4 separate regions of the Mus musculus genome follow, and all the other regions are linked to region 1. A link is a contact called in public Hi-C and HiChIP or PLAC-seq data. All regions are on one chromosome and are shown on one strand. The core of a region is the stretch at or near the end of the contact, and the rest is flanking DNA. Distances in the headings are between cores, read along the strand shown. Region 1 overlaps Gm15270 (predicted gene 15270). Region 2 has its middle 89 kb from the start of Moxd1. Region 3 holds the start of Ccn2 (cellular communication network factor 2). Region 4 has its middle 32 kb from the start of Gm15270.

What was found. Hi-C and Micro-C count contacts between places; a contact is called where the count stands out from the background. HiChIP or PLAC-seq counts read pairs in DNA pulled down with a chosen protein or histone mark.
Region 2: a Hi-C map of uterus shows a contact between it and region 1, with 3 times the contacts expected there. The contact joins two enhancer-like sites. A contact is called at or near these places in 1 of 15 datasets of contacts at CTCF or cohesin (the NIH/3T3 cell line), 1 of 484 Hi-C or Micro-C datasets (uterus) and 1 of 115 datasets of contacts at active chromatin or transcription factors (fibro-adipogenic progenitors).
Region 3: a contact with region 1 is called in an H3K27ac HiChIP or PLAC-seq map of extraembryonic endoderm stem cells. The contact joins the promoter of Ccn2 here to the enhancer-like site in region 1. A contact is called at or near these places in 6 of 39 promoter capture datasets (the 3T3-L1 cell line, the SN4741 cell line, cranial neural crest and 2 more), 1 of 15 datasets of contacts at CTCF or cohesin (stem cell-derived epiblast-like cells), 28 of 484 Hi-C or Micro-C datasets (the AML12 cell line, the C2C12 cell line, MC3T3-E1-derived osteoblasts and 15 more), 17 of 115 datasets of contacts at active chromatin or transcription factors (cardiomyocytes, a colorectal cancer cell line, differentiating embryonic stem cells and 10 more) and 3 of 9 other capture datasets (adipose tissue, liver and pancreatic islet).
Region 4: an H3K27ac HiChIP or PLAC-seq map of extraembryonic endoderm stem cells shows a contact between it and region 1. The contact joins two enhancer-like sites. A contact is called at or near these places in 1 of 15 datasets of contacts at CTCF or cohesin (embryonic stem cells), 4 of 484 Hi-C or Micro-C datasets (nephron progenitors, palatal mesenchyme and uterus), 8 of 115 datasets of contacts at active chromatin or transcription factors (cardiomyocytes, embryonic fibroblasts, embryonic stem cells and 3 more) and 1 of 9 other capture datasets (embryonic stem cells).

Annotation. Positions count from the first base shown.
Region 1 is chr10:24,444,375-24,449,335 of GRCm38.p6, reverse strand. All of the region lies in intron 3 of Gm15270 (predicted gene 15270), which reads left to right. Among named protein-coding and RNA genes, the nearest start is that of Gm40615, 14 kb to the left of the region's middle. Within about 2 kb of position 2,030, at least 86 of the 459 cell types and tissues checked have an H3K27ac peak or open chromatin away from gene starts, as enhancers often do. A contact at or near this core is called in the AML12 cell line, the C2C12 cell line, Sertoli cells and 9 more, where this site is marked.
Region 2 is chr10:24,310,173-24,314,757 of GRCm38.p6, reverse strand. No RefSeq gene overlaps it. Among named protein-coding and RNA genes, the nearest start is that of Moxd1, 89 kb to the right of the region's middle. Within about 2 kb of position 2,202, at least 32 of the 459 cell types and tissues checked have an H3K27ac peak or open chromatin away from gene starts, as enhancers often do. A contact at or near this core is called in uterus, where this site is marked.
Region 3 is chr10:24,593,676-24,598,710 of GRCm38.p6, reverse strand. Ccn2 (cellular communication network factor 2) reads right to left here and starts at 3,269. Exons shown (of 5, transcript NM_010217.2): 1 at 2,923-3,269; 2 at 2,613-2,835; 3 at 2,113-2,364; 4 at 1,768-1,979; 5 at 28-1,396. The coding sequence starts at 2,985. The coding sequence ends at 1,100. It overlaps Gm15270 (predicted gene 15270), which reads left to right and starts at 2,908. Exons shown (of 5, transcript NR_163910.1): 1 at 2,908-3,070.
Region 4 is chr10:24,625,633-24,630,844 of GRCm38.p6, reverse strand. No RefSeq gene overlaps it. Among named protein-coding and RNA genes, the nearest start is that of Gm15270, 32 kb to the right of the region's middle. Within about 2 kb of position 1,559, at least 44 of the 459 cell types and tissues checked have an H3K27ac peak or open chromatin away from gene starts, as enhancers often do. A contact at or near this core is called in extraembryonic endoderm stem cells, pancreatic cancer cells and uterus, where this site is marked.

The sequences.
Region 1 (4,961 bases), core at 781-3,280:
TGATATTTAAAAAGAAAAGCATTAAAATACATATTTATGACTTTTTAGATATCTCATATGAGCCCATGCAGGCCTCAAACTCTATATTAGATACAGAATGACCTTGAAATTGTAATACTTTTGCCTCCTGTTAGAATTACAGTTGTGTACTCCTGTGTCTGTTTCATGCAGTGTCACAGATGGAACCCAAGGCTTTGTGTGTAGTAGGCAAGTTCTACCAACTGAACCATATCCCTAGCCTAGCATCTTCCCTTTCATTTCTTATAAATCATCTATATTAAACGTTGATTTTGTGTGCATATGTGTATAGGCATATTCCATTATATGTTTTGTAAGACGGAGTCAAGTTGTAGTAATTCTGAATCATGCATACATAAATATTGGGAAGAGTGCTGAAATTTAAGGGATTAAAGCACGTGATCAAATAAGGCTAGAGTTACCAGTCTTGGGAATTTAACGTGACTTGGGCAACCTGCATCTTCATTTCATAGATGAGGCTTCTGAAACCTCACTGTAGACTGACCCTCCCAGTTGGAGAATACACAGGCTTAGTTAAAGGAATACACACTGGCTTTAAATCCCACTCAAGTGCTTTTAAGAACAGGAGACCAACACAAGGACAGGTAATTTTTCTGAAACAGAGGGATAACATGTAAAAAAAAATTGTCAGAATTTGTCTTGAAGCAAAGCAGATTTCTACTGGTGGGCACCAACAGCTTCCTTTCTTGAGAACTATGGCGACTGATCAATGTCTTCATCTGCCAGAAGCTGCCTGCGATGGCCCGGTTCTTCTTGGCCAGCCCTTCTTGGCCTGAATCTGCCTTCTTTTCCTGTGGAAATAAAATATACAAGCAGGAGAAAGGACATATTTGGTAATGTTACGCTCTTCAGCTTCCTCCTTGGGGCCGCCTCAGCTGCAAAATGTCAAGGGAAAAAATATCCCTCCAACTTGGAATGAATTCCAGACAGACCCTGATGCCTGCAAAGTTGTCAGAGGGAGCCAAGTGCGGGGAAGCCAAACATGAAGAAGGTTCACTATTCGACTTCAAGAGACGTTCAAATAATCAGACACTCTGGTATTTATGATTTCCCCCCTTTCAGATGGTCTGCAGCTCAAAAAGTTCCCCTCCCTTTCCCACTGATTCTAAGCTTCCTTTTACATGAAACCACAACGGTTATAAAAAGATCCTCCCATTACTTGGAAGCCGCAAGCACTCCAGGAGACTCTGTTCATACAGGCTCTTTAGGGCTGGAGAGCAGCCCCTCCTGATTAGTTTGGGGATGGCAGGCCAGGAAGTCAGACACACTTCACCTTGCTGATGCCACTGGGGTCCTCATCTGGCTCGTGTGTCTGTGCCAAAGTTTGCCGCTGCTCACAGCATTAACTGTGAAGATCTTTACTGAAAAGTACTTGATCCTTCCCACTGGCCTTCCGTTTCACAAGGAGGTGTGGGCTTACCATTGTACCAACCATCCCAGTTGGAGAATACACCTTCGGGGCTGTTCCCAAGGTTCAGTTTGGGGAGAACTTTCTCCTGGCACTCGCTGCCCTTTCTCTTTTCATCCATTGCCACATGCTGGCAGAAAAGAAAGGAAGCTGAATTTGTGATCCAAACTTTATTAAATAGCCGCATACACATTCCCTCCCATTCCTTGGTCTTCATTTCTAAACGCCACAGTGTTTGTTTGTCCTTGGTCACCCTACGTCCTTATTTGGGTTCTTCAAGAAGCTCAAAAGCGTCCAAGGATCCGTTTTAGCAACCGGTGGAAGTGTCCACATGAGGGATGGGATGTTCTGTCTTCTCCTGTGGTCTCCATGAATGAGGGTCTTTTTTCTCGTTTCCTGCAGTGCCCAGAGTCTCTCTGTGGGTTTTGCTCCTCAACAGTCTCCAGTTTGTGCTAGTTCCATGGTGATCAGGCGTTAGGTCATAAACATTAGATGTGGCATCACTGAGTGAGTCAGGGAGGTGGAAGCCGGCTGGAAAAGCAGCTGAGAGCCTCTGTTGACAGATGGATGCTTTCCTAATCACAGGCTGCAGGATAGGGGAACCTCGCCCTGCCCAGTTCTGACACTGATTCACAGACCTGGACAGACCGTTCTGCAGGAGGCTGGGAAAGCCCATCTCAGGGCTCAATGATTTTTCCCTTCCACACCTCTCACTGGATAGCTATGCCTCGAAGAAGAGGTCAAAGTGAACACAGAGAGAGGTCTTTCTCAGGAGTTTCTGAGTGCTTGCACTTTTTAAAATCTTGTCTGTTCTTTCTGAGACAAACATAAACCAAGTTTATGTCCCTAACCCTTGCTTATGGCATAATTATATGGAACACATTTTCTTATAACATAATTGCTGTTATAAAGTTGCTGTTTAATGTCTCTAAGAAGAGATTGCCTTTTGGAAGGAAGAGTGTCCTAGTAGATGATTTTATTGTAGCCACCTCAGCACATCTGCAAGAATTGGTTCTCAGACTCTTCATGAATCAAAAAAATGCATGGTACACTCATTCCTCATGGAATACTTGCATATAACTGGTGTGCATATACTTTTAATAATCTCTTGATCTCTCATAGTATCGATACAATATAAATACCATGTAAATAGGTGTTATCTGGTATATTTTAGGGAGTCGTGGAAAGAAAAAGGTGTCACACTTGTTCAGTATAGACAGATTCTTTTAAATTCCTCCACTTCAGGACTGGTGAACCCTCATGGACTCAGAGCTGTTGACTGTGGAAAGTCACCCTATATCAGTGCTCCTTGTTGCTATTAAGCACGAGGCACTACTGGAATATCAGGTGTTATAGGCACAATTACTCAGGCCCAGGTTTCGTTTTAGAAGAATTAACTTAGGATTTCTAAACTCAGAGAGCACACGTCATGAGTTGTGATAGGATGGGAGGGGACTAGCTCTAAGAGAAACAATGCCCTCTCTTGTGGCCACTATCAAGAAGTGCTCAGTTTTTCTGCCAGCGGGTCAGCCTTTATCTCACAGGCGTGCAAGACCTGAAAGAGAACATTCCACCGGGAGATCAGGTTCTATCACCTCACTGGAATGCAACGTAAAACCACAGACACTTCAGTCCAAGCACATTTACCATGGCTCAGCTTGATAGAAGATAGCGTTTGGATGATCTATCCAGCTTACACTGCCTCTAAGCTGAGGGTGGGATAAAGGAAAATAATTTAAAAACCCAATAGTGAAATTCAAGCAAGCTATCCAGGAAGAGCTTTTGACATCAGGAATAAACAGAAATTGTGAAAAGAATCTATTGAGAAAAGCTGTTGAGCTGGTCCCAGAAGCACTCACCTGAGTGGTCCAGATGTAGTCCTAAGACAGGGACAAAGCTCTATTTTCTTCAAGACTTGAAACTCTATAAGTTATCAAAAGAGTGAGTGTACACTACTCACTGCTGTGAACAGTATTGTCCATTGACTGTCCAAGCAAATTGCTTGTCTCAAAAGCAGGAGAACTTGACTCTAATTGCCAGAACTCATGAGAAATGAAAGGAAACAAACAAAACAAAATGTCCTGCATGCTGGCACAAGCCAGTGCTTGGGAGAAGGAGACACGGGTAGATCCCTGAAGTTGACTGGCAAACCAACTTAGTTTAGCATACCTGGTAGATTTCAGGCCAGTGAAAGACTATTTCTCAAGACAAAAACCCAACAAACCAACAAACCAACCAACAAGTAGGTTTTCCTCTGGCCTCCATATATGTGCACACTCACCAGACTACACATGAACCACCTTTATGAACACACACACACACACACACACACACACACACACACACACACACACTCACACACACTCCTTGTTGGAGCTAACTGAGAAGAACTTTATTCCATTTCTCTTGATCTACCAGAAGCACATGCAGGCATTTGAGAGGTTATTGACCATGGCGGAGAGCAGAGCCCAGGGCACACACAACCACGACTCCCCATTTTCTGTGCCTTCTTTCCCAGGCTTTGCACTGCATGTAAACCTGTTCATGGCAGAGCTCCACTTCTATTTTTTTTGTCACTGCAGACTGAATTCTAGAGATGCTTTTGTAAGAATTTTGTTTACTAAGTGGGGCAGTCCTGAGACAGAAGTATGATGAGCTCAGGGACTGGTGTGGCTAGATATCAGTCTGAAAGAATCGTTTAGACAAAGAGTAAGAGAGGAAATGCTAGGGACATGAGCTCATTTTCTACTCATAAAAGAAGCTAGAAGCTTCCATTTAAGACCCAGCCACTGCGCCTTTTAAACAGACCGGCGCTGGAGGATGGCATGCAACAGCAGCTCCACACAGATCACCACACCACAGAGACGTCTCTGATAGAAAACTTAGTTCGTTAACTTCTCTTAGAGAAAGTTCTATTTCATTGTCTCAAATCTACAAATAAAAATTTGCACTTAATTGTGCCTTCACTGTGTCTCATGACTCCTGACATAGGTAACTCACTTCAGATGAAAACTTTCCTTGCAACTCTGTGGCCAGTCTGCCCCTTTCTTTCTTTTTTCTTGTTTGTTTGTCTTTGAGACAGTCTCACTCTGTGACCCACAGTGATCTGGACTTGGCTGTCCTCCCGTCCAGCCTCTCAAATGCTATGGTGACAGACAATCACACCCTTTACTTTTTCCAGTCTTGCAGGGTAATCTGTTCCTTTTGCACATGAAGCAGTAGAGTGGCTCTGCTTTTTCTATGGATTTTGTGTTCAAAGAGCTTCCTCTTCCCAAATTTATGGCTTTAGGGAGTCAGCATTCATAGCTGGGAGATAAAATAATTACATTGAATGGTGAATTCCTCATCTAAACTTGATATTAATGTATTAAAAGCTGATATTAATATCATTAACAGTAATGATATTAACAGCACTTTTATTCATTACCATGTTTTTAAAGATTCTCTCTCTCTCTCTCTCTCTCTCTCTCTCTCTCTCTCTCTCTCTCTCTCTCCATATTGTCCTAATAAGCAA
Region 2 (4,585 bases), core at 953-3,452, 130 kb after region 1:
TTGGCATGGTAGCGACTCGCCAGTGGGAACCTAGCGAACTGTGTGGAGAGATTGTGGAGTTCAGAGTCAGAATCTCCACAAGATAAAAATAGGTTGCACACCAGTGCATGGTTGGCCAGAATGCTGGGCTAGAGGCAAAAGTGGGGGAACGTGCGGTTCCATCATTTTTTAATATTCCCCGCAACAGGTTACACCATTGCTTTTTGGGTTTAGGGCAAGGCAGTATACTGTGGGAGTGTGAATAGTCCGAAATTGCATACCCTATAGCCAGAAAAGACAAAAAAAAGAGGTCGGGTCTACTTACTCCAAAGGAATTCCTCCTTTCCTCCTCTATGGCAATAGCTCTCACAGGGACCCCGCATCATCTAGGCCAGGCCATCACTGCCTTCCAACGGTGCCACATTGAGAATCAAGTCTTGAACAATGGTCTTTTAGGAACTTTCCTGATCCAAACTATAGTCATATAACCAGCTATTGGGTCTTTTCCCCCTACAGTTTCTAAATAAGAAAAATAATCGTTTTTCTTATTATTTAATCATATTAAACTATTAACACACTAGAAATGCCTTGGTACCGGAACAGCTCATGCTATGGCGGTAAAGTGCAGCTATTCTGAATCACTTCCTATTCCCATTCTTGACAGACAGGCCGACCAGAAAACGAAGTGCAGCCTGTCATCTACAGAGCCACATTCCAGATCCTCGTCTCAGTTTTTACTGACTCCCTGGATCCTTCAGAGCAAGACTCTACCTCCTCAAGAGCAGGACACTGGACCAGAGCATTACAGAGCAGTGTGTGGGGTGGGCACGGCCTAAAGAAGGGGGCGTGGCAGCTTATCATTGCTTGGGAGGTAGTTTTTTTGGTTTTTCGAGACAGGGTTTCTCTGTGTAGCCTTGGCTGTTCTGGAACTCACTTTGTAGACCAGGCCAGCCTTGAACTCAGAAATCCGCCTGCCTCTGCCTCCCGAGTGCTGGGATTAAAGGCGTGCGCCACCACGCCCGGTTTTTGCGCGGTAGTCTTACATCTTCAACCTGATCCTTTGCTTTTAACCTGTGAAAGACCGAACTACTTCTCAAGGAAGAATTAATTATGCTGTACACGCCATTTGGCACCGGGCTAATAACACAATGCTTATTATTGCAATGACTTTTGTGATAGCTAATCGAGAAAATACCCTATAACTGGATTTTATGGAGGTACTTCCTCAGCTGAGGCTCCTTTCTCTGTGATGGATGGTTCTAGCTTGTGTCAACACACAGAGAGTCAGCCAGTACCAAATAACCAAAGAGTAAGTTGAGGAGGATAGCGGTTACACTTCCACAGTGCTGCTCATCACCAAAGGGCAGGAACATGGAGGCAGGAGCCAAATCAGAGGTCATGGAGGGATGCTGCTTACTGGCTTTCTCGGCCTGCTTTCGTATAGAACCCAGGACTGCTTTCCCAGGGGCGACAACACTCACAGTGGGTTGAGTCATCCCCCATAAATTGCTAACTAAGAAAATGACTTACAAGCTTGCCTGCAGCCCAAATTTACCGAGGCATTTTTTAAATCGAAGTGTCCTCCTCTCAGATGACTTTAGCTTGTGTCAAGTGTCACAAAACTAGTCACTACAGGTTTGCACAAAATTTCTTTCAAGAAGTGTATAAAATGACGTTTATCTTTTGTCTTATGACAGAATAACGGGAAGTTTAAAATTTCAGTTAAACCATGCATGGGGGTATATGCCTATAATCATGTCACTGAGGGCTTGGACACAGAGGATCAAGGCCAGTCTTGGCTACTTTGCTAGTTTGATGAGATAGATAGAAATATAGATATATAGACAGATAATAGATAGGTACAGATAGTCAGATAGATGATAGATTATAGATGGTACGTAGATATTAGAGAGATAGCTGAGAGATAAATATATAGATATATAGAGATGATAGGTAGATAGATAGCTAGTAGACAGACAGACAGGAGCTTAAGGCAGCTGGTCATACTACATTCTAATTTGTCGTGAAACTTCTCAAATCCTTTCTTGTGTTTTAAAGATGTACAGTACATTATCTGAAATCTCCCTATTTTTGCAATAGCGCACCAGAAACTCTTGCTTCTTCCTCTCTTCTTCCTACAACCCTTTAATCAGGTCTTCCCTTTCTAAAGTTGGGATTGATTCCACAAATTTATCTTTCTGTCTGAAAAGTAACATATGAACCACAAGAGGGCGCTGTGCTCATCGTTTACTCAAAAACAAACCTAAATTCTCACTAGCTTAGAGCCATTCTGGATTGTTCCAGAAAGTTTCAAGTGTTTGAAAAAAAAAAAAAACAACAAAAAACGAAACAGAGCAAAACAAACAGAAAACAAACTTCTTATGCCTGTATCTTGTACTGAGATGTTTTTGAAACTGGAGAATTCGTTTTGAGCTAGCTCAGGAGTTCTAACAGCAAGAATGTGAACGTGAAGCTCGGGCAACAGAATCATTTTTCGTCTGTGCCACACGATGGCGCCTGTTCCACAATTACAGCTGCATTGCAGCAAAGAGCCAGAGCTCTCTCTTCCCTAGCCTGCCTCCAAACTCTCAGTTTGAAAACAGAATACTTCTTTTCTTTTCTTCTCTTCTCTTCTCTTCTCTTCTCTTCTCTTCTCTTCTCTTCTCTTCTCTTCTCTTCTCTTCTCTTCTCTTCTCTTCTCTTCTCTTTCCTTTTCTTTTATTTCCTTTCCTTTCCTTTTCTTTTCTTTTCTTCTCTTTTCTTTTCTTTTTTTCCTCTTCTCTTCTTTTCTTTTTTAAAAATGCTTTTAGTCTCAGGGTTTCTTTTCTTTTTCATTTAATTTTTTTTTATTACGTATTTAACTCAATTACATTTCCAATGCTATCCCAAAAGTCCCCCATACCCTCCCCCCCACTTCCCTACCCACCCACTCCCACTTTTTGGCCCGGCGTTCCCCTGTACTGGGGCATATAAAGTTTGCTTGTCCAATGGGCCTCGCTTTCCAGTGATGGCCGACTAAGACATCTTTTGATACATATGCAGCTAGAGTCAAGAGCTCTGGGGTACTGGTTAGTTCATAATGTTGTTGCACCTACAGGGTTGCAGATCTCTTTAGCTCCTTGGATACTTTCTCTAGCTCCTCCATTGGGGGCCCTGTGATCCATCCAATAGCTGACTGTGAGCATCCACTTATGTGTTTGCTAGGCCCGGGCCTAGTCTCACAAGAGACAGCTATATCAGGGTCCTTTCAGCAAACTCTTGCTAGTGTATGTCTCTAGATGGTCCATCATTTTGTCTCAGCTCCAAACTTTGTCTCTGTAACTCCTTCCATGGGTGTTCTGTTCCCAATTCTAAGACGGGGCAAAGTGTTCACACTTTGGTCTTCATTCTTCTTCAGTTTCATGTGTTTTGCAAATTGTATCTTATATCTCAGGTATACTAAGTTTCTGGGCTAATATCCATTTATCAGTGAGTACATATCATTTGAGTTCTTTTGTGATTGTGTTACCTCACTCAGGATGATGCCCTCCAGGTCCAACCATTTGCCTAGGAATTTCATAAGTTCATTCCTTTTAATAGCTGAGTAGTACTCCAATGTGTAAATGTACCACATTTTCTGTATCCATTCCTCTGTTGAGGGGCATCTGGGTTCTTTCCAGCTTCTGGCTATTATAAATAAGGCTGCTTTGAACATAGTGGAGCATGTGTCCTTCTTACCAGTTGGAACATCTTCTGTATATATGCCCAGAAGAGGTATTGCGGGATCCTCCGGTAGTACTATGTCCAATTTTCTGAGGAAGTCTCAGGGTTTCTATTGCTGCCACAAAACACCATGACAGAAAAGCAAGTTGTGGAGGAAAGGATTCATTTGGCTTACTCTTCCACATTGCTGTTCATCAGCAAAGAAAATTAGGACAGGAATTCAAGCAGGGCAAAAGCATGGGGTCGGGAGCAGATGGAGAGACCATGGAGGGTGCTGCTTGCTGACTTTCTACTAAGGGCTTGCTCAGTCTGTGTGATGGTTTGTATATCCTTGGACCAGGAAGTGGCACCATCTGGAGGTGTGGCCTTGTTGGAATAGGTGTGACATGGTTGGAATGAGTGTGTCACTGTGGGTGTAGGCATAACATCCTCACCCTAGTTGCCTGGAAGTCAGTCTTCCACTAGCAGCCTTTGGATGAAGACATAGAACTCTCACCTCCTGCGCCATGCCTGCCTGGATACTGCCATGCTCCCACCTTGATGATAATGGACTGAACCTCTGAACCTGTAAGCCAGCCCCAATTAAATGTTGTTTTTTTATAAGACTTGCCTTGGTCATGTTGTCTGTTCACAGCAGTAAAACCCTAACTAAGACAGTCTGGTTTGTTTGTTTGTTTGTTTGTTTGTTTGTTTTTTAAATAGAGCCCAGGACCACCAGCCCAGGGATGAAAACACCCACCATGGGCTGAGCCTTCCCCATCAATCACTAATTAAGAAAAGGCCTTATAGCTGGATCTCATGCAAGCATTTCCTCCACTGAGGCTCCTTCCTCTCTGATGACTCTAGCTTATGTCAAGTTGCCACACAAAACCAGCCACACAACTACACATTTAAAGAGACCTTG
Region 3 (5,035 bases), core at 2,020-4,519, 150 kb before region 1:
AAGTTTACAAGAATGAACAGCCAAGCCTTTCATATAAAAAATATATATATACTTTATTTTCAACTAGAAAGGTGCAAACATGTAACTTTTGGTCACACTCTCAACAAATAAACTGCCCCCCACCCCAAACCAGTCATAATCAAAGAAGCAGCAAGCACTTCCTGGTAGGAATCGGACCTTACCCTGAGCCAGCCATTTCTTAATAAAGGCCATTTGTTCACCAACAGGGATTTGACCACATTTCCTACTAGAAATCTGACTTCCAATACATAGCTTTATCACCTGCACAGCATTTGTTCTGACAGAGAGTCACTCAGGTCACAATTCCCACTGCAGTATCTCCTTTGTTTTGAATCACAGATAAGCTTCGTGTCCTACCTATGGTGTTTGGAGTTTGAGGCTATCAGTTTAAAATCCCAAAAGCACTTAAAACAAAAACAAATGACTTTAAATTAACTTAGATAACTGTACAAATATATATATATATATATATATATATATCCACAATATTTACAATATCAATAAAAATCTGGCTTGTTACAGGCAAACTTACTTGCCACAAGCTGTCCAGTCTAACAGACAAGGCTCTGACTCCTGACAAGTGTCACTGGAATCAGAATGGTCAGAGCTGAAACTGCTGTTCTTAAAGAACAGCTGGACTCAGCCTCATCTAGTGGAGGACACATGCTCAGCTCTCGCTAGAGCAGGTCTGTCTGCAAGCATGCTATAATTTCCCTCCCCGGTTACACTCCAAAAAGTAGGCACACTGCTGCTTTTAAAATAACCTCAGCTAGTACCTGTCTTTCTTTCTCCTGGCATCTCCACTGTTCCAGGAGACTCACCTCAGTGTGCATTCTGGCACTGTGCGCTAATGAACAACTGTCAAGTGTAAACTGTCTCGAAACCAGTGTCTGAGGTTGACAGACTACTTGTATGGCCATGACATAACGTTCTCACTTTGGTGGGATAGTTCCTCCCACGGTAGTTAAAAACACAGATTTAAATTAATGTGCTACTGTAATTGTTTTTACAGAAGAAAATGAGATGCAACTCAGTTCAAGTTATAGTCTAATGAGTTCGTGTCCCTTACTTCCTGGCTTTACGCCATGTCTCCGTACATCTTCCTGTAGTACAGGGACTCAAAGATGTCATTGTCCCCAGGACAGTTGTAATGGCAGGCACAGGTCTTGATGAACATCATATTCTTTTTCATGATCTCGCCATCGGGGCATTTGAACTCCACTGGCAGAGTGGTGGTTCTGTGCGGTGTGCAGCAGCGGCCGTCTGTGCACACCCCGCAGAACTTAGCCCTGTATGTCTTCACACTGGTGCAGCCAGAAAGCTCAAACTTGACAGGCTTGGCGATTTTAGGTGTCCGGATGCACTTTTTGCCCTTCTAAGGAAGACAGAAGGAGAAACAGCAATTACTACAACGGGAGTGGCCTTCCTCAAGCCTTTGTAGACTAGCCCTATGTCATCTGACTTGTGTTTATATTCTGAGGGGAGAGACTGGGAGTTTCATTTGCCAGTTTTCCAAAAATAGCCATGGCCTCATTTGGAGTGTCTTGAATTAACTAGCACCACGGGGAATTTTGTAGTGGAAAACTGGCAGCTGTTGTTACAGCATCTCTCATTCTAGCCAGACAGCTCCATGGTTAGATATTTCTGGAGACAACAGGCCTCTAATAACATGGGAGGTGAGACAGCCAGCTCGGTTCTCTTCCCTGTCATTCTGTAAAACGGAGTGACTAGGGGCAGAGGATGTACCTTAATGTTTTCCTCCAGGTCAGCTTCGCAGGGCCTGACCATGCAGAGGCGGCTCTGCTTCTCCAGTCTGCAGAAGGTATTGTCATTGGTAACTCGGGTGGAGATGCCCATCCCACAGGTCTTAGAACAGGCGCTCCACTCTGTGGTCTGGACCAGGCAGTTGGCTCGCATCATAGTTGGGTCTGGGCCAAATGTGTCTTCCAGTCGGTAGGCTGTGAGAGCAGAACACACAAACACAAGGTAAAACATCCGGATAGGACAATTTCCCCTTAATTTGGTGGACTTGGGCATTGGCCCTGAAGTTGGGGAGAATGAATAACAGTAACTTTGAAGGTGACAACTCACCAGCTAGGGCAGGGCCAACTGCTGTGCGGTCCTTGGGCTCGTCACACACCCACTCCTCGCAGCATTTCCCAGGCAGCTTGACCCTTCTCGGGAAGGGGCAGTCAGGGCTGGGCAGGCGCACGTCCATGCTGCACAGGGGCACGCAGCCCACGGCCCCATCCAGGCAAGTGCATTGGTATTTGCAGCTGCTTTGGAAGGACTCACCGCTGCGGTACACCGACCCACCGAAGACACAGGGTGCACCATCTTTGGCTGCGGGAGAGGAAGACAAAGTTGTAGGTCAGGCGTAGGGTCACAGGGATCAGAACAGCTAGCTATATCACTGTACATGTCAAGGTGACGAGCTAGGGTCAGGACTGCAGGGGGCCGGTTGGAAGCAGCTGCGGATAGGGGCTTTTCTTTTTCTAGAGGGTATCACGCTGGACTTGAGAGAGGTGGTGGTCCAACACCAAAAGGTGAGGCCTCTGCAAAGGGGGCTGGAATGGGGCTGAGGGTCTTACCAGTGCACACTCCGATCTTGCGGTTGGCGGGGGAGCCGAAATCGCAGAAGAGGCCCTTGTGTGGGTCGCAGGGGTCACGCTCCGTACACAGTTCTCCCAGCTGCTTGGCGCAGACGCGGCAGCAGCCGCAGCCGTCCAGCACCAGGCTCACGCCGGCGGGGCAGTGCGGCGCTGCTTCGGCTGCGCACTGACATTGCGCGCTGCAGTCCTGGCCCATAGCAGGCTGCGGAGAGGAAGGGGAGGGAGGTCAGTCTGTGATCGCAGCTCACTCTGCCCTCCCTCCGTCCCTTCCGTCAGTCCCGGGGCTTACCCGGGTGCAGAGAGCGAGGAGCACCAAGGCGAGGCTGATGGGACCTGCGACGGAGGCGAGCATGATCGGGACGCGGTAGGAGGATGCACAGCAGGGTGCAGAGGCGACGAGAGGCGCGGCCGGAGCCTGGATTCGGACAGGGGCGGAGGTTGGTGTCTGGACGCTCCAGGCGGTGGCGTCTGGGGTTGTCGGCTGGGCTGGGGCTGCTGCCGTCTGGAGGAGGTCGGTCTCCTGGGGTCGGAGCTGGAGTGGATCTGGCTGAGTCTTCTTGGAGAGAAGAGCTGTGTGAGACTAGGCGGGCGGCGCTGGCTTTTATACGCTCCCGGGAGCCGGCTCGCCAAAGAACTGAATGGAGTCCTACACAAACAGGGACATTCCTCACATTCCTCCCCACCTTCCTGCCTCATCAACTCACACCGGATTGATCCTGACCCCTTGACACTCCACATTCCTCCGTCTGAAAAAGCTGGCACACTTTAGCTCGCCAGGAAAAAAAAAAAAGGCGCTGTGTTTCCAGCACAACACCAAGAAGTAAAACTTTCTCCATATCATCTTCTCACCCCTCCTGATGAAATATAACTTAGAAATAAACGATTATTTCTCTGATCTTTTCTTCTTAAAAATCTCTTTGCCAGTTCTGGCTACTGACATAAAAACTTCTCAAGACTCAAATAGCTCAAGAGGCAAATACCATGGGCCCCTAGAAATTAAAAAAAATATTTTTCTTTGTTTTGGATTTTTTTTTTTCTTTACGGGGCTGTAGTCTCTTGGTGTTCTTCTACTGAGAGGAGAAGGGTGCTTATAGCCATTTGAAATGCCTCCTCTCCTCCCAGAATTCCTATGTGCAACTTTTGTATCTGAAATACAGGCATTTGATCTTTGGTCACTGGAGATAACCATTTTGATGGCTGAAAGATATGAAAGCCAAGGATGTAGGTTCCCAGGGAGATTTTCAGCACTCTTTATGTAAGAACTTGTCTTCAGGGTCCAGGGAGGCAAGGGGAATGACTGGGCATGGCTTTTCTAGAAAAATAAGTTTATGAGTTCAGACCAAATGGCTGTGTTCAGAAGCTAAGTGTCAGGGAATATAGTGGGAGAAGAAAGAGGTATAAGGAGGCCAGTAGGGGTTCAGTTGGGATATTTTAAACATGGCTGTACTGAGGTCCAGGCTTGGATTTTTTTTTTTTAACTTATCCTAAAACCCATAATCTAACGATGTTGTTGGGGTTTGTTCTGTTTTGAAGTAAAGCACTTGTTTACATAACAGCAAAACCATAGACGGTTGTATCTAGTTATAATCCGGCTATAAACTAAGCATCAGTGCATAATATATTTTTACTGACTTCCCCAAGTGTCTACAATTAGTGATGAAGCCTCTTGCTACTCAAATAGCTTGCAGGCTCGTGGAGGGAGGTTAAATCAAGGAAAGCACAGCTTTATCCCCTGCTCGTGTGTTGATGTTAAAAGTAAACAATGTATCTAAGCTAGTCTCTGTTTCTTAGAACTGCTACTTAGTTTCTGTAAGGACCAATTTTATACACTGTGCATTCATTTAGGACCTGTGTTGTTTATTGGCTCTCTGTCTGTCTCTCTTTCTCTCTCTCTCTGTCTCTCTTTGCGTGTGTGTGTGTGTGTGTGTGTGTGTGTGTGTGTGTGTGTGTGTATGTGTGTGTGTGTTTATCTCCAATTCTCATTGGACATAGAAAGATTCTGGGACCATCCCATGCTTTCCCTAAAGCTACATCATTTGTCACTGGCTTCCTCTCATAGTTGGTGTTTCTGACTATAAGTTTAAACTGAGTATATCGGCAAAGACTAATTTTGGAGACAACACACTATAGATTTATAACATGAAAACAGCCCATTTAAGTGGGCCAGTTTTAAAACTTTTTCAATCCATCCATGGATGATTAGCAGGGGTGGCGGGGGGCGATGGTGGGAGGGGGTAAGGGAGTTAGCCACTTCAAGTGGCTGACCACATCATCTGCACACAATTACCTTGTTAAGCCAGCCACATGCTGTACAGTGCAGTTACATGTCAACAGCGAAAGGTGTGAGTGGCTTGAAGTGTGAGCAGCCTCTGCAGTGCTGGAAGGATTTCTGACATTGTTAT
Region 4 (5,212 bases), core at 310-2,809, 180 kb before region 1:
TCTGCTTAAAGAAAAAGGATCGTAGGAGCAAGACCGCTTTCAGTAAGTTGTCCTGTTACTAAACGATAAGAATTTTCATTCACCAAAATGTTCTGCGTATAAGCATCAAACTCCTACACCCATCCCTGAAATCACTCATCCATTCCTTTGTTTACTAAAATGAACGCACCAGCCTTCACTAACTCTCACCACGTACATAGAGACACACAATGCAACCTTTTGAAAGCGTTCCCCACTTGGCACACCTTCCTGTGCCCAGTCCCTTTATGTTACTTTATATCAGCAAATAAGGTCCTTGACGTGATGTACAACTCGGGTTACTCATTCCCCTCGGATGGGCATTTTGTGGAAGATTTCTAGTTTTTAATCTGTTTCATATAGAACAACTATGGGGTTCCCAGGTTTTGTGTGAACAAAATGTTTTTATTTCTGTGTGTTTAGTGACCATGAAGAGAGTTGCTTTGTTACGCAGTAAGTGCGTATCTGGGTCTTTATTCCCCACAGCAGCTGTAATACTTTATATGGTCACTTGTTCTAAATCCACGTATTTTTCACATTTGCTTTTATAGATATCTTATAGCAGTCAAAATTTGTACAGTTTCCTACGGGTGTTGAATATATTTCAATGGGACTATTTACCATTTGTAAATTCTTCTTTTAAAAATATCTTATTATATCTTTTGCATACTTCCTGGAAATTACTTAATTTTTTTGTTACATGCTGATTTTTTTTTTCAAATTCTAGATCCGGCGCTGCAGTAGTTGCAGATATATTCTCACACCATGTGCCTTCTTTTTCAGACTCTTATAATAGGATCTTTTCCATCACAAATACTTTAAACTTTAGTTAATTTTAACTTGGTTTTATTTTAATTTTTTTCTCCTACGAATTATAATGTTGAGTCAATGAGATAATTTTTCATCAAGTCTAGATCCTGAAGATTTTTATCTATAATATCTTCTAAAACTTTTACAGTTTGGGGTCAGATTTTGAACCATCTGTAAGGTTTAGATTGAGGTTCATACTCCTCCCTTAATAACTCGACCACTGCATGGCGAAATGGCGTTCTCTTTGTACTGACTTGCTTGTAGGCCCTTGTCAGGAAGAGCTGGGTGTATTTCTGTGGACTCACATTGGAGTATCTATTCTGACTCCTCAGTCTGTTTATCTGTCTGTCCTGCTGTGGATATCCTCCATTCATGTTGAGTGTTAAAATCAAGGAGGGTGAATCCTCCCAAGCTTGCCGATTCATTTTTATATCTGTTTTGGATGCTTTTGTTTTATCGATCTGCACAGACTCCAAGACACTGATGGCTTTCTCAAAGCACACATCCTGCTGAGCCTTGATAGTGAAGGGGACAGATGGGGACACTTTAAGCTCTAAATGAGCACACTTGTACTTCATACTGTTGAAAAGGATAGAGGCTCTTGTCTCTCTTGAGTCATGAGAGGCCATTTGTACTTCTCACTGTATGCAGGAATCTGGACGCACACACTGTGTGCTGCCCAGAAAGCGCACATTGTTAACTGACGGGAGTTAATCTTTAACCTAAAGGTAACTCAGATAATGGTTGGGAAGAATGGTGACTCAAAGGCTGGCCTGGGTGTATAAAACTCCCTACACAGGGAAGGGTGATAACAAGGAGGGCGGGCAAGAGGAAATAAGGACAAACCCACCAGCATGACGAATCCAAAGACAAGAGGAGCAACGTGACCAGAGAGGCAGGACTGAATGGTCGGTGTTCTGGTTTCTTATAAAACTTGTTACTGGAGAAAGTCATGCTTCTCCACCAGGTTGCCAGCCCTCTGAGGGAAGCACTGATCCTGTCTGCTCGTTGGCACCCATACCGAGGGGCAGCAGGGGTTTCTATTCTGGTTATAGCTGGAACAAGGCAAAGTGTCTATGTCCCGATAACTCTCTGCCACTTCAAACATGGTGCGATATGCCCGAGCCAGTAGAATAAGGAAAACGGAAATAAAATAATACAGGCTCAGAAAGGAGAAATGAGACTAAGTTTATAGGTGTCACAATTGTTTACATACCCAAACCCCAGTGAGCCCACCAACAAACAAAATAAGTCGCTGGAGAAGTGGTTCTCAACCGGTGGGCTACAACCCTTGGCACGGTCACATATCAAATATTTACATTAAGATTCATAACAGTAGCAAATTGTTATGGATTGTGAAGGTTGGAGGTCGCCACCGCATGAGGGACTGTGTTAACTGATTGCAGCCCGAGGAAAGTTGAGATCACTGCTCTAGCGCCACAGAAAGAATTACACCAGTGCAGTGACATGGGTGTCAGTTAGGGGAGAGGTAAAATTTTTACTCTGTCGATCAGTCTGTGATTACAACTGATCCAGTCTTTCTTTTACGAGTGTCTGGAGTTTTCAGCACATTTATCTTTAATATATACCCAAGTTCTCATTTTTTTTTTAGCAGTTGTACGAAGCATTATGTTTTTTATTTTTATTTTTTATTTTTGACTGAGTGACTACAAAGACTTTATTAAATTATTGCAGCAGGAGGCAGTGCTAATGCAGAAGAGGGACATGGTGGTGAGAATGCTTAAGCAGCCTCAACAAAGCCACAGAGACCTCAACCTGTCCAAGCTGGTGCTATAGAGTCAGAGGATGGGCACCACGGGAAGAGATTTCAAGTTAGCCCTGACAACAGCACCTCAGCTCTGCGGGGACATCGGCCAGGGTCCTTTCTGAGGGCGCTCGAGCCTCCAACTGGAGGAGAGTTTGGGCCAGTTGCTCTGAGCCTCCAAGGAATTCCCCCCCCCCCCCCCATGAAATCATCTCACAACCAAGGCAAAGCTACATGCCACGTCTGACACTACCAATTGCAAGCTGGGTCCCTGGGCTATAGGAATGGGGGCAGCCCCCGCTGGGCTAGGCAGACTGGGAAGCGGGAAGCGGGGCGGCTCCTTTGCTCCAGCGCTTAAGAGTCCTTATGGGCCGCTGCTTTATAGTCTTACCAGCCTCAGCCCAGTTCAAATAGTCACTAAACTTTGTATTCTACGCTTACAGAATTCCACAAACACACCCACCTGCACTGGGTCCTTTATTACTTAAAAGGGCTTAAAGAAACATGTTTTAAAAGAAAATTTCCTTTGTACACATATACCTATGTAGAGCCTAGACGGCCTCTCAGCTGACTGGGTCCCCAGCCCCCCAAGCTGAGAAGGCTCTGCGAGGCTCTGCAAGGCTCTGCAAGGCTGCTACAACGTGCAGAGTTTGGCTGCATGGATTTTAATGAGAGCGTCAGGCGGAGCTGTGCTGTTGCTCACCGGGACTTGCAGATCATTACCAAACCAGCTATAGGATGAGAACACAGCACATGGAAACCCTAGGAGGTCACTGAGCTAATGATCTAACCCTACCTTCCGCAGACAGGGCCCCTCCCTCCCCAGCTCCTCGCGACCCCAGTCTTTCCTGGTGGACTCTGTCCATTCCAGAAGCCAGGCCAATACCGCCGCTGCAAGGTCGGAACAGAGCCACAGTGAGCAGAGAAGCGTTATGTTTTAAATATTGGTTTCAAAGTGTTCATTACTGACATATAGAGTTAAAATGTATTTATTTATTTATTGGTTTTTCGAGACAGGGTTTCTCTGTATAAGCCCTGGCTGTCCTGGAACTCACTTTGTAGACCAGGCTGGCCTCGAACTCAGAAATCCGCCTGCCTGTGCCTCCCAAGTGCTGGGATTAAAGGCATGCGCCACCACGCCCAGCTTAAAATTATTTTTTTTTTATAAAACTGTCTTATATCCCACAACCTTGGTAAACTCATATTGGCTCGTCTTAGGATGATTTTTAAGTTCCCCTGATGTTCTCTCATAGACGCCCATGCCATTTGCAAGAGAGAGAATGTCCCTTCTCATTTTCGGCTCTCTGTGGCCTCATTTCTTGGCTTGACTGCACTGATCGTAACACATGATGCTATGCAGCAGTGATTGTGTGCCTCCCAGAAAGGACACATGACATCTTATCGGACACCGCGGACTTCGTAGGTGGGAAGGATGGCAGTATTCGTGGATAGTAAGAGCAAGGTTAACATTTTAATGTACACCTCATCAGAGCATACAAGAAACACGACTGAGTCTTCCACTCCTAACACTGAGGAGCACTGGAGCACACAGATCTCAGTGGCTGGACTGACAATACAGTTCTATGGTAGAGCCTTCTCCTTGATACACGGGCCTAGGATCACCCCCCCCCACACACACACACACAAACACACACATACACACACAAATACACACATACAAACACACACACAAACACACACATACAAACACACACACAAATACATACATACAAACACACACACAAACACACACAAACGCACACAAATACACACATACAAACACACACACAAACACACACATACAAACACACACACAAACACACACATACAAACACACACACAAACACACACATACACACACAAATACACACATACACACACACAAACACACACATACAAACACACACAAACACACACATACACACACATACAAACACACACACAAACACCCCCCACACACAAACACATACACACAAACACACACATACAAACACACACACAAACACACACACACAAACACACACACACAAACACATACACATACAAACACACACACAAACACACCCCCCCCACACAAACACATACACACACAAACACACACATACACACATAAATACACACATTCAAACACACACACATACACACACATACAAACACACACAAGCACACACACACTCCCCAAATGCATTTCATATCACCTAGAAAAATAATACTAAGAAAAATTTGTACTCTGGGAAACATTTTAATAAAACTACATTGTTTGTAATTACATTTTACATTGTAATTATATGAAAATCAGTGATAATATTAATAATTGCTTTTGCGATGATTGCTGTGTGTTCTTTGGGGTTTGATTTTGTTTTTCCCTCCATACTCTAAAGTTCTCATCCTGAGGAAGATAAATGGTAGTAAATTCTAGGTGGCCCTTACAGTTATATTTGATGCAGAAGTGAAAAACCTGTAATCATTTTGCCAAAAATTCCTCTCTCGCGTGATTGCTAAAATACAGTGGATATTATGGGACCTTTGTAATATTTGTAGTATTTGTGAAGTACCAGCCTTCAATATGGTTGGCTTAGGCAATCTTAGGGCCATTTGAAGCTTGTATGTTCGTGAACC